Linked DNA regions of Gossypium hirsutum: all the other regions are linked to region 1. A link is a contact called in public Hi-C data. All regions are on one chromosome and are shown on one strand. Each heading gives the region's core, a stretch centred on a gene start, on an enhancer-like site or on the middle of the called end of the contact. The rest is flanking DNA. Distances are from core to core; before and after follow the strand shown.

Evidence for each region. Hi-C and Micro-C count contacts between places; a contact is called where the count stands out from the background.
Region 2: a contact with region 1 is called in a Hi-C map of leaf, with 3 times the contacts expected there. The contact joins the promoter of LOC107948556 here to the promoter of LOC107948045 in region 1. A contact is called at or near these places in 6 of 34 Hi-C or Micro-C datasets (hypocotyl, leaf and seedling).
Region 3: a Hi-C map of leaf shows a contact between it and region 1, with 3 times the contacts expected there. The contact joins the promoter of LOC107948555 here to the promoter of LOC107948045 in region 1. A contact is called at or near these places in 19 of 34 Hi-C or Micro-C datasets (anther, callus, fibers and 4 more).

Annotation. Positions count from the first base shown.
Region 1 is chrA07:85,583,533-85,586,503 of Gossypium_hirsutum_v2.1, forward strand. LOC107948045 (60S ribosomal protein L27-3) reads left to right here and starts at 1,478. Exons shown (of 1, transcript XM_016882524.2): 1 at 1,478-2,200. The coding sequence starts at 1,627. The coding sequence ends at 2,034.
Region 2 is chrA07:85,299,501-85,302,581 of Gossypium_hirsutum_v2.1, forward strand. It overlaps LOC107948556 (UDP-glycosyltransferase 82A1), which reads right to left and starts at 1,343. Exons shown (of 2, transcript XM_016883143.2): 1 at 727-1,343. The coding sequence starts at 1,216.
Region 3 is chrA07:85,159,740-85,162,734 of Gossypium_hirsutum_v2.1, forward strand. It overlaps LOC107948555 (OVARIAN TUMOR DOMAIN-containing deubiquitinating enzyme 11), which reads right to left and starts at 1,463. Exons shown (of 10, transcript XM_016883142.2): 1 at 1,290-1,463; 2 at 483-654. The coding sequence starts at 653.

The DNA of each region.
Region 1 (2,971 bases), core at 228-2,727:
AAAAAAAACCTGAAATTTTTCCATGTTTTGTTGTTGTTTTGCGACTTTTTTGTCACTATTTTGCTACCATTTCATTATTATATTGCTACTATTTTGTTGTTAATGTTTGAATATTATATAACACTTGTTTTATTGTTAATTTTGCGGCTATTTTAGATACATTTTCTTGTTAAGTTGAACTTATCTTAGTGTTATTTAAGTATAAAGATTTTTTTAAAAATTTATTTTCAATTTATCGTGAAATATTTATTTTTAATGTTTTTAGTCTATTTAGTGTATTTTATTTTTTTTTAAAATTATATAAAAAATAAAATTTAAAAAATTTAATACGGATTGAATCTAAATTTTAAAATTTTTATTTAAATTGGACTTAAACAAAAACTTAGTCCCACAAAATTATAGTTGTATGATATACCATACAAATTAAATGATCTTTCAAAATTGCGGGGAACTTATAGTATTCACAAAACTAATTTTGGATATTATCATATCATATGTATGTAAGTCGCATAAAGTTTTATGTCGTAAATTACACCATATGGTTAAGTTTGTTGTTTAATAGCTTTAATTGTGTCTTATAATCTAATTATTTCATATAACTATAATATTTACAAATTTAATAACATTTTTTTACAAATGGAAAAAAAATCACACATAACATATTCATATTATATGTTTGACTAAATCCTTGTATTAATTTTTAATCATAACTTATATTCTTTCAAAAAAAATTCACTAACTTATATATAAAATATTTATGAAGTAATTGAAATTTTAAATTAACTTATTTCGCAAGTTATAATCTGACATGGCATTAATAATTAAAATTCAAATAAATTATGTTCTAAACTAGTGCTTATATGCATACTTAGTGATAATAATGATTATACTAAAAATTATGATTATATTAAAAATTGATACAATTTAAACTAAAATCAATGAGTTAGACTACTTGAACTAAAACCTATAAAAAACAACCGTACATTATAACTCGAGATCCATGCACATATTTAAGTTTCGTATTTTGGATAAAATCATGTAGCTTGTGCAACTTTCACCTTCATTGTAGTTTTCATTTTATTTTAATAAATAATCTTGAACTTATACTATTTTGAGTATCGTTTTCATACTATTCAAATAAAAAAATCCTATAAAAACACATGAACGAATCATATCATAAAACACAAATTACTAATATATAAATATTTAAAGTAAACTAAATTGAAAGTTACTAAATTATTAATAAATTTACGTTTTGATCACTTAACTTCAAAAAATTATAAAATAGTCATTAAATTATTTAAAAATTTTAATTTAAAAATCGATGTTATATAACCTTCTTTTATATTTATTTGCATACAAAATGCATGCGAAATTATTGGACCTAAATAGACCCATCACTCTGACCGGAAAATTAAGGCCCCAAAATCTAATCCAAATAAAATAAACCTATGATTCTTAGTATAGCTAGGGAGTTCATAAATGTAAGCCCAGCCCACCAAGATTCCGAAACCTATAGGGTTTCACTCAACTCGCAGTATATATTACCTCATTTCCCTTTTTCCTTGTTTCTTTACTTAGGGTTTTTGGGAGAAGAGAATCAGAGCCGCAGCTGCCGCCGTCGCCATGGTGAAGTTTCTTAAACCAAACAAGGCAGTTATCGTCCTCCAGGGCCGATACGCTGGCCGCAAAGCCGTCATTGTCAGATCTTTCGACGATGGCACACGTGACCGCGCCTATGGCCATTGTTTGGTTGCAGGGATAAAGAAGTATCCAAGCAAGGTTATCCGCAAGGACTCCGCGAAGAAAACCGCCAAGAAGTCACGCGTCAAGTGCTTCATCAAGCTCGTCAATTACCAGCACCTGATGCCCACGCGCTACACCCTCGATGTGGACTTGAAAGACGTGGTTACCGTCGATGCTCTCCAGACCAAGGACAAGAAAGTGGCCGCTTGTAAGGCAACTAAGGAGAGGTTTGAAGAGAGGTTCAAGACTGGGAAAAACAGGTGGTTCTTTACTAAGCTCAGGTTTTAAGTGTTTTATTGGAACATGTTTTATGCTTATGTAGTTTTATCGAACAATTTTGAATTTAATGACGGGTTTTGAATCTGTTTGGATAAGATATTTCTGGGTTATTATTTTTGTTATATTATGGAACGTGATTTGCTCATTTCTATAAGAAATTTAAGCTTTTGAACTATTTTTTGTCCTTTATGATTTATCATTTTGTCTTAACGTAGATCTGTAGGTCAATGGAGGTTGAGAATTGAATCTTTTAATGTTTGAACCTATTATAATGTCATCACTGTCACTGATTTATTTTTGGATTTTTGAATGTTTTAGCTAACCCAAGAAATGGGTATGCTTTACTGCATTTTGAATATGCTTGGATGTGGCTTTTCATGGTTATCGCTGTTTCTGTAAATCTGCATTGATCGGGAGATTAAGCTTTTAGTTTAGGGTTTATCCATTATACAAACTATTTGATTCTTAGTTGAAGTGAGCAACATGTTCTTGTGTTTGGTTATCGGAAGCTTGAGGTAGCGGAGTGGGGCTTATTGAAATTGGAATCATAATCCATATGGGAGGGCTTGATGTGCAAATCCAGTGGACAGAGGTTGTTTGTTACCTATAGTTTACTCGTATAACGAGCGTTGCAGTGAACATTATGCACTCGTTACACAACCACCACTTAGAGGAAAGTTCATGAAAGTCAAGCAAATAGTAGGCAATATTCTAAAAAGCAGTGTTTTACATTTCTAGTTTTCAAAATCTGACCTACTTGGATTTTGTTACCCTGCATTGTTCCTTTGGGTTTAAAGTAGTGTTCATTTTTGTTATACCACCTCCGGAAATGGCTCCACATGTCACCCCTTGAACACAATGCCGCTTATGGACTACCTTCGTCAAGAGTACTTGGCCTCACGCTCCTTGATTGCTAAGCTGCCTTAGAATGTCTCATTTTCGATCC
Region 2 (3,081 bases), core at 93-2,592, 280 kb before region 1:
AATAAAATACAATAATTTGATTTGACTTTTGATAGAATCCATGGGGCACATGTTAAATATCCAGAATCGTATCTATCTCATACTCGTGATTCAAATTGATTCAGACATTCAGTTTTTTGGGCTCACAAGTTTATTTTAAAGAAATTTTTAACTGGGATTTTGCATTTAATTTAGTTCTGCCCCAAGAGATTTCTCAACAATAAAAAAAAAGTTGAATAATGATATTTTAAAAAATAAAACAATAAAAATAATTTGCTATTATTTGGAAGTTACAATTTTTTTTAACTACCGAAATTAATAAATTTTAACATTAGAAAAATAAAAGAATTTTTATGTTTGGGTCAACCCATTTCGTGGCAGTGGAAAAAAAAAATATTTTCCCATGTGCTTTTGGTCAATATCATCGAGAACTAAAACGAATCGTATTGGTCAATCATTAACGGAAGCAAAAAGGTTAAAATATATTTTAGGTCCTTATATTCTTTATATATTTAAAATTTAATCTTTTTATTTTCAAAGAATTTAATTTTTTACCTTTTGGGATTTAAAATTTTTCAAAGATTTTTATTTTTATCATTGCAATATCAATGTTTTTGTTACTTAACTATCAATTGAATTTTTCACTTTAAAAATATAGATAAATTTAATATAAAAATTTTAACAAAACTAAATTTTTAAAAATAAAAATAAAGGTTGAAAAAAAAAACCAAGTGTTGGTAAATTTACCAGTTTCGGAAATCAGGTCAGCGTGGATCATCTCCGGTATGGAGGTGATCAACCGGTAAGTAGCTTGCATAGCCGGCCAGAATCCAGCAACAGGGATCCCACATCGAGTAGCAACTTGAATGGCCCAGGAAGCCAATAAATCAATAACCATACAAACTACTGTTCCATCGTCGTCTTCATCAAGTTCATGAAGGAGAGTCTCCAGATGGTTGGGCATGATATTCTCCATAGATTTCTCGATGGAAAAGAAATCATAAGGACCTTCTTCTCCGGAAAAGCCATCGGGTATGGACATAAACCTCATTTGGTAGTCGTTGAGGTCCATGTTGGCTACAATCCGACGGTGAATAAACTCAGGGGTTACTATGATGGGTTGCAACCCATGGGTAAGTAAAGCTAAGCCTAGCTTTAGCATGGGATTCACATGACCTTGTGCTGGATATGGAACCAGCAAGATTTTAGGCTTCTTCATAATACACTGAACTCCCATTTCTTTTGTCTGCGATGAATTAATTTGTGAAGGGAAGCACAAAGTAAGCGTTTATATAGGGGGAAAGGGAGGATAGTGATAAGCTCTCTGTAGCGTCAAATAAAGCACGTGGTGGAGATGTACCCTCAGTCTAATGGCTCTAAATCCTATGGCTATTACTTTATCCGACATATGTTTAAAATAATCTTACCGACTGCTGGTTAGGGAAGAGGGGTTTGATTTATCGAATGTAATATTATTGTTGATAATATTTTATTTTATAATGAAATAGTATTTGGATTATAAATATTTTGATTAACCAGTGGTAATATAGGATATAATTCCATTACGATTTATTTTTGAAGTTATTTTAGAGTACAGGAGTAATATTAATTTTTGGATTAATTTACCTTTTATTTTTATTATTTTAATTAATTTAAATTTTTTTCTTAAATAAAGTTTAAAACTAATTAAAAACAAATAAATAAAAAATTTTTAATATTAAATTAATAAATATCATACATTACAATTATAATTTATTTAATAATATATTAATTATGAGCATAAATATAATTATGTTTAATGTTGCAATCGCTTTTCATGAATTATTATAACTATAATTTATAAATTTATCTTCACATCATATATTTACTGATTAATATAAAAATTGTAATAAAAAGTAAAAATTTATCATAATTTTATGAAAATTGAAATTAAAAAAATATTAAATGAACTAAGCTTTTTAAAAAGATAAATTTTATAACATGGGCAATTGAGTAATATATAATTTTAAGTAATGTTACATTTTGTCAACTAAACACATGAATATTACTTTTCAACTAAATGAATCTTACATTCTACCCATAATCTTACATCCCATAATCGTATTACGAAACGTAATCTAAAATTTAACGAATTAAACACATTAATAAAATTTTATATAATTAATTAAAATATTATTATTGAATAATAATTTGATTCCAACCACCCAAATTTAAATTTTTTGTCGGACGTCCAAAAGAGGTCAACAAAGTTTAATACTTACATAGATATAGAAGATTAATTGTTCTTCTTGCGCATTGAAAAAATTAGTTTCTTTATTTTCAATTTTGAGAATTTAGTTTAGTTTGATATAAAAAAGTTCAATTAATAAGTCTATTAAAGGATCTCCATTTAATTGAATTATCAAATAGTTTTAAAATATGAAAAAAATACACACATTACTCATATTACAACAATGTAACTGTGTAAGCAAATAAAAATGTTGAATTTGAAATGTAACACCTCAAAATTTTAAGTTTTAACTGGGAAAAACCTGTAATAATTAATTTCTATATCTGTGGTTCTATGTTCTGCTTCTGAGTTTAAAGTCTAGGGTTCAAATCGCATTATCAAAGTTTTATTGTTTTTAAAACAACCCATAAGCAAGCTTTGCCGCTTAAATTCAATTCGTTGTGTTATTATGACAAGAATGAGCCTGCTGGTTCCCTAGTTAGGCATTTGTTTGTATTCTGTCTGGTACTGAGTTCGAATCCCATCGTATGTGTTAGAGGGTATTATTTTTTGCTATTGTCAGAAGAAGGTGGTTAAGCTTTAAGAATCTGAAAGTTTTTATTTTCTTCTTGTATGTTACTTTTAATTTTTTCTTTCTTTCTTTTTGTTTTTTTATTTACTTTTATTGGTACTTCGATTTTCTTGAATTTCGAAACATTTCGGTGTTGTTGTTAGGTCGTCAGATTATTGAGGGCAATAATATCGCAAAAGACGCTAACCTTCCGTGTTAGTACGATATATTACGTATTGAGCAAGGGTCTGGAAAGTTTTCGAAACAGTTTCTAATAAAGCGAAATTAGGTGCGTAACGAAATTCTCAAGTTTCGCAAGTTG
Region 3 (2,995 bases), core at 213-2,712, 420 kb before region 1:
GTCATGCTGCACTTGTACTTTGAATTGTCATAAAATTACAACAGAAACAGAAAATGCACAAAGAACACGTTTTAACCAATTCTAATGATCAATGATCTATTTCATATTATGAGAATATCTGCTTCAGGCAATGGCAATTATACAATAATAATGCATATAACTCAAGGACCGAGAAAACAAACTATAATGGGAAAAGAAAACTTTAGAATGAAGCAAAGAAAGAAATATAGCTGGAATCTCAGAAGTGGTGAAAATAACACAATGTTGAACAATTATAGGCATCTATTGTCGGAGACATATAATTCCTAAAGTTTCCAAATTATAGCATTTCATTCAGCTGAACATAGTCCTTGTGGAATTAAAGAGAAGAGAATAGATTGCATTTTAGGAAATAAACTACTACGGCACAGTTTTAAAACAATTGCAAATAGTTTTTCAACAAAGCGACCAACTAACAAATAAGAGATAAGAGATGATTATACCGGAATGGAATCCAGATGAGAGAGTCGTTTTCCAAGTTTGGCATTGTAGTGCAAGTTTTCCTCTTCTGCTAAGATGCTTGCTATGGCTTGGTCATCCTCTGTATCTTGGAAACTGCTATTCAAACTCGAGCTGGAGCTTGCACTTGCATTATTGTGCTGCCCTTCACTCATACTGTCTCAATAAAAATATCCAGCCAAGAAAACATGAGATTGCAAGAATTTAGGCCATCAATTATACTGATAGGAAAAGGTTGATAACCCTCCAAATCAAGCAAACACAATATCAAACATAAGAACATCAATCAAAAGCTAACAATCATCCATGATCCTAAAAGCTTAACAGCAAATCCTCAAAAGTAAAAAAGAAATCCCTAAAACCTTGGCTTAAAAATCCAAGTTATCCAGATGCTCAATGGGTATGTTAGAAATACCCATACCCTAAAAAACCCAGAAAATAAAAGACAAAATAATGGTTCCTAGAATAGCTCTTCATATATTCCATATAAGCATATGATAGATTAAAAAAGGGGTAGGATCATTTAACTGTGATGCCTATAACTCTACGCTGAAATGGATTGGGAGAAGTCTATCCTAAACAAAAACAATTCCAAATTAACAATGAATTTCTTATAATTATCTTTTTTTTTTCTTCCATTTTCTCAGCAACCAAGCAGAGCACGAGTCATCCAAGTAAGACAGGAGCCAGGGAATGAACATAGCTGTGAGAACAAAAACAAAAAAACAGCCATTGCCATAGCCATAGCCACATAAAATCCAAAAAAAAAACAAATTGGAAATAGAGAATACCCAGAATAAAAATATTGAACAACTTTGGGAACTTGTTGATGTAGGATTGAATAGTTCGTTCGATCTTCTCAGCTGAAGCTGAAACGTTTTCTAATCGTATCAAGCTTTGCTTATTTAAATAAATGGAAAAATGAAAAGGAAAAAAAAAAGAAAAAGGAAATGGTCAAAATAGTTGTCTGAAAAAATGTCTGAATTTTTACTGTTATTATTACAATAAGTCAATACGTAGTATAAGAAAAAAAAAAACAAAAAAGGGTGAAATTCTTTTTGGTGGATATAAATGAAATATTTTTAAATTCATAGTGAATTATTAAAATATTAAAAATTATTATAATATGTTATATCAATGCAAATGGATCCCTTGAAAGTATATATATACAAAATTATAAGTATATATAATTATAGAATAAGTTAAATTAAAAAAAATAAATCAAAACTAAAATTTTGTATTTAAAAATAGATTAAATTGAATTTTTAAATTGAGAAAGATATTAAGTAATTTTTCGTTTTGTCCTATAAAAGGGGATAACCGAATATTTTTGTATATAACTACTGTTCATGGAATTGACGTTCTTAATAGACTCTATGCATGCTAGACACGTATATTGTTCTGGACTGCTTGCTGGATACTCCTTAGACATATGCGAGCTGAGTCCGTGAGCTCCCCTTGCAAGTACCCCTTGCTGACTTCGTACTGTGAGGCTTGCACGTATCCATCTTGTGTGCCCTAGCCAGGTCGCGGTAAGCGACCCGAATCTTATTTGATTTTCGAGTTGGTGATCATAAGTACATAATAAGATTAAAATGAAGTATTAAGATTTTAGAAAGGACTAAAACTGCAATTAATGGTTGAAGCCTATATAATCGATATACATCCATACAACTCACCAGAAAATGAAACTTGAGAATTGTTAAGACATTATCCTTAAGAAATGTTAAACGTATTAATAAACTTTACTTGTATGGGTAGACTTGGATTGACCAAAAGCCATTCCCACACGCTTCTCCATAATTTCTCCTTTCATTTTTTCTATTGAGTCTTTACAATTTTAACATTATATCAATTATGTCCATTAAATATCTACTCTAATCTAAAGCAAAGAGTCTACTTATAATATGAGCAATTTCCATCTAATATTTTAACCAAGAAAATAGAAAATGTCAATGTAATCTTCTTTTTAATTTAAATTATCCATGTGATAGGTGTAGACGTGTTTACAAAATAATTCATGTATCTTAAATATATTCTATATCATATTTGAGTTGGCCTTTAAAGTTTAAACTAATAATTAGGCTAATGAAAATATTTGGTTAATATAATATTAATACTTTAAGGACATGCAAAGGATTAAAAATTTGTTACCAAATGAAATCCTTCTAATTATTGCTCTCAAAAATTTTCTCTTCAATAGTCTTTTTATTTTGAATTATATATGATATTATTATTCGTTTTTTTTTCTATTAGGATCAATATTAGTGTTGATCTTATTGTTTTAAGTTCTTTGCTTGATATATGTATTCAAAGATTGTATTTTAATATATATATATATATATATTCCTACTCAGTCCTCCACTTTCATTTGTTGTTAAACCAAGCTTTGCAATTTGGTGAAGCACCTAAGCAAAAATGATAGAGTAGTGCTGGAAATACCAATCATCCATTCCTCCTAAAAGAAAACATAAGGAAAAATAAAGAAGAACAAAAT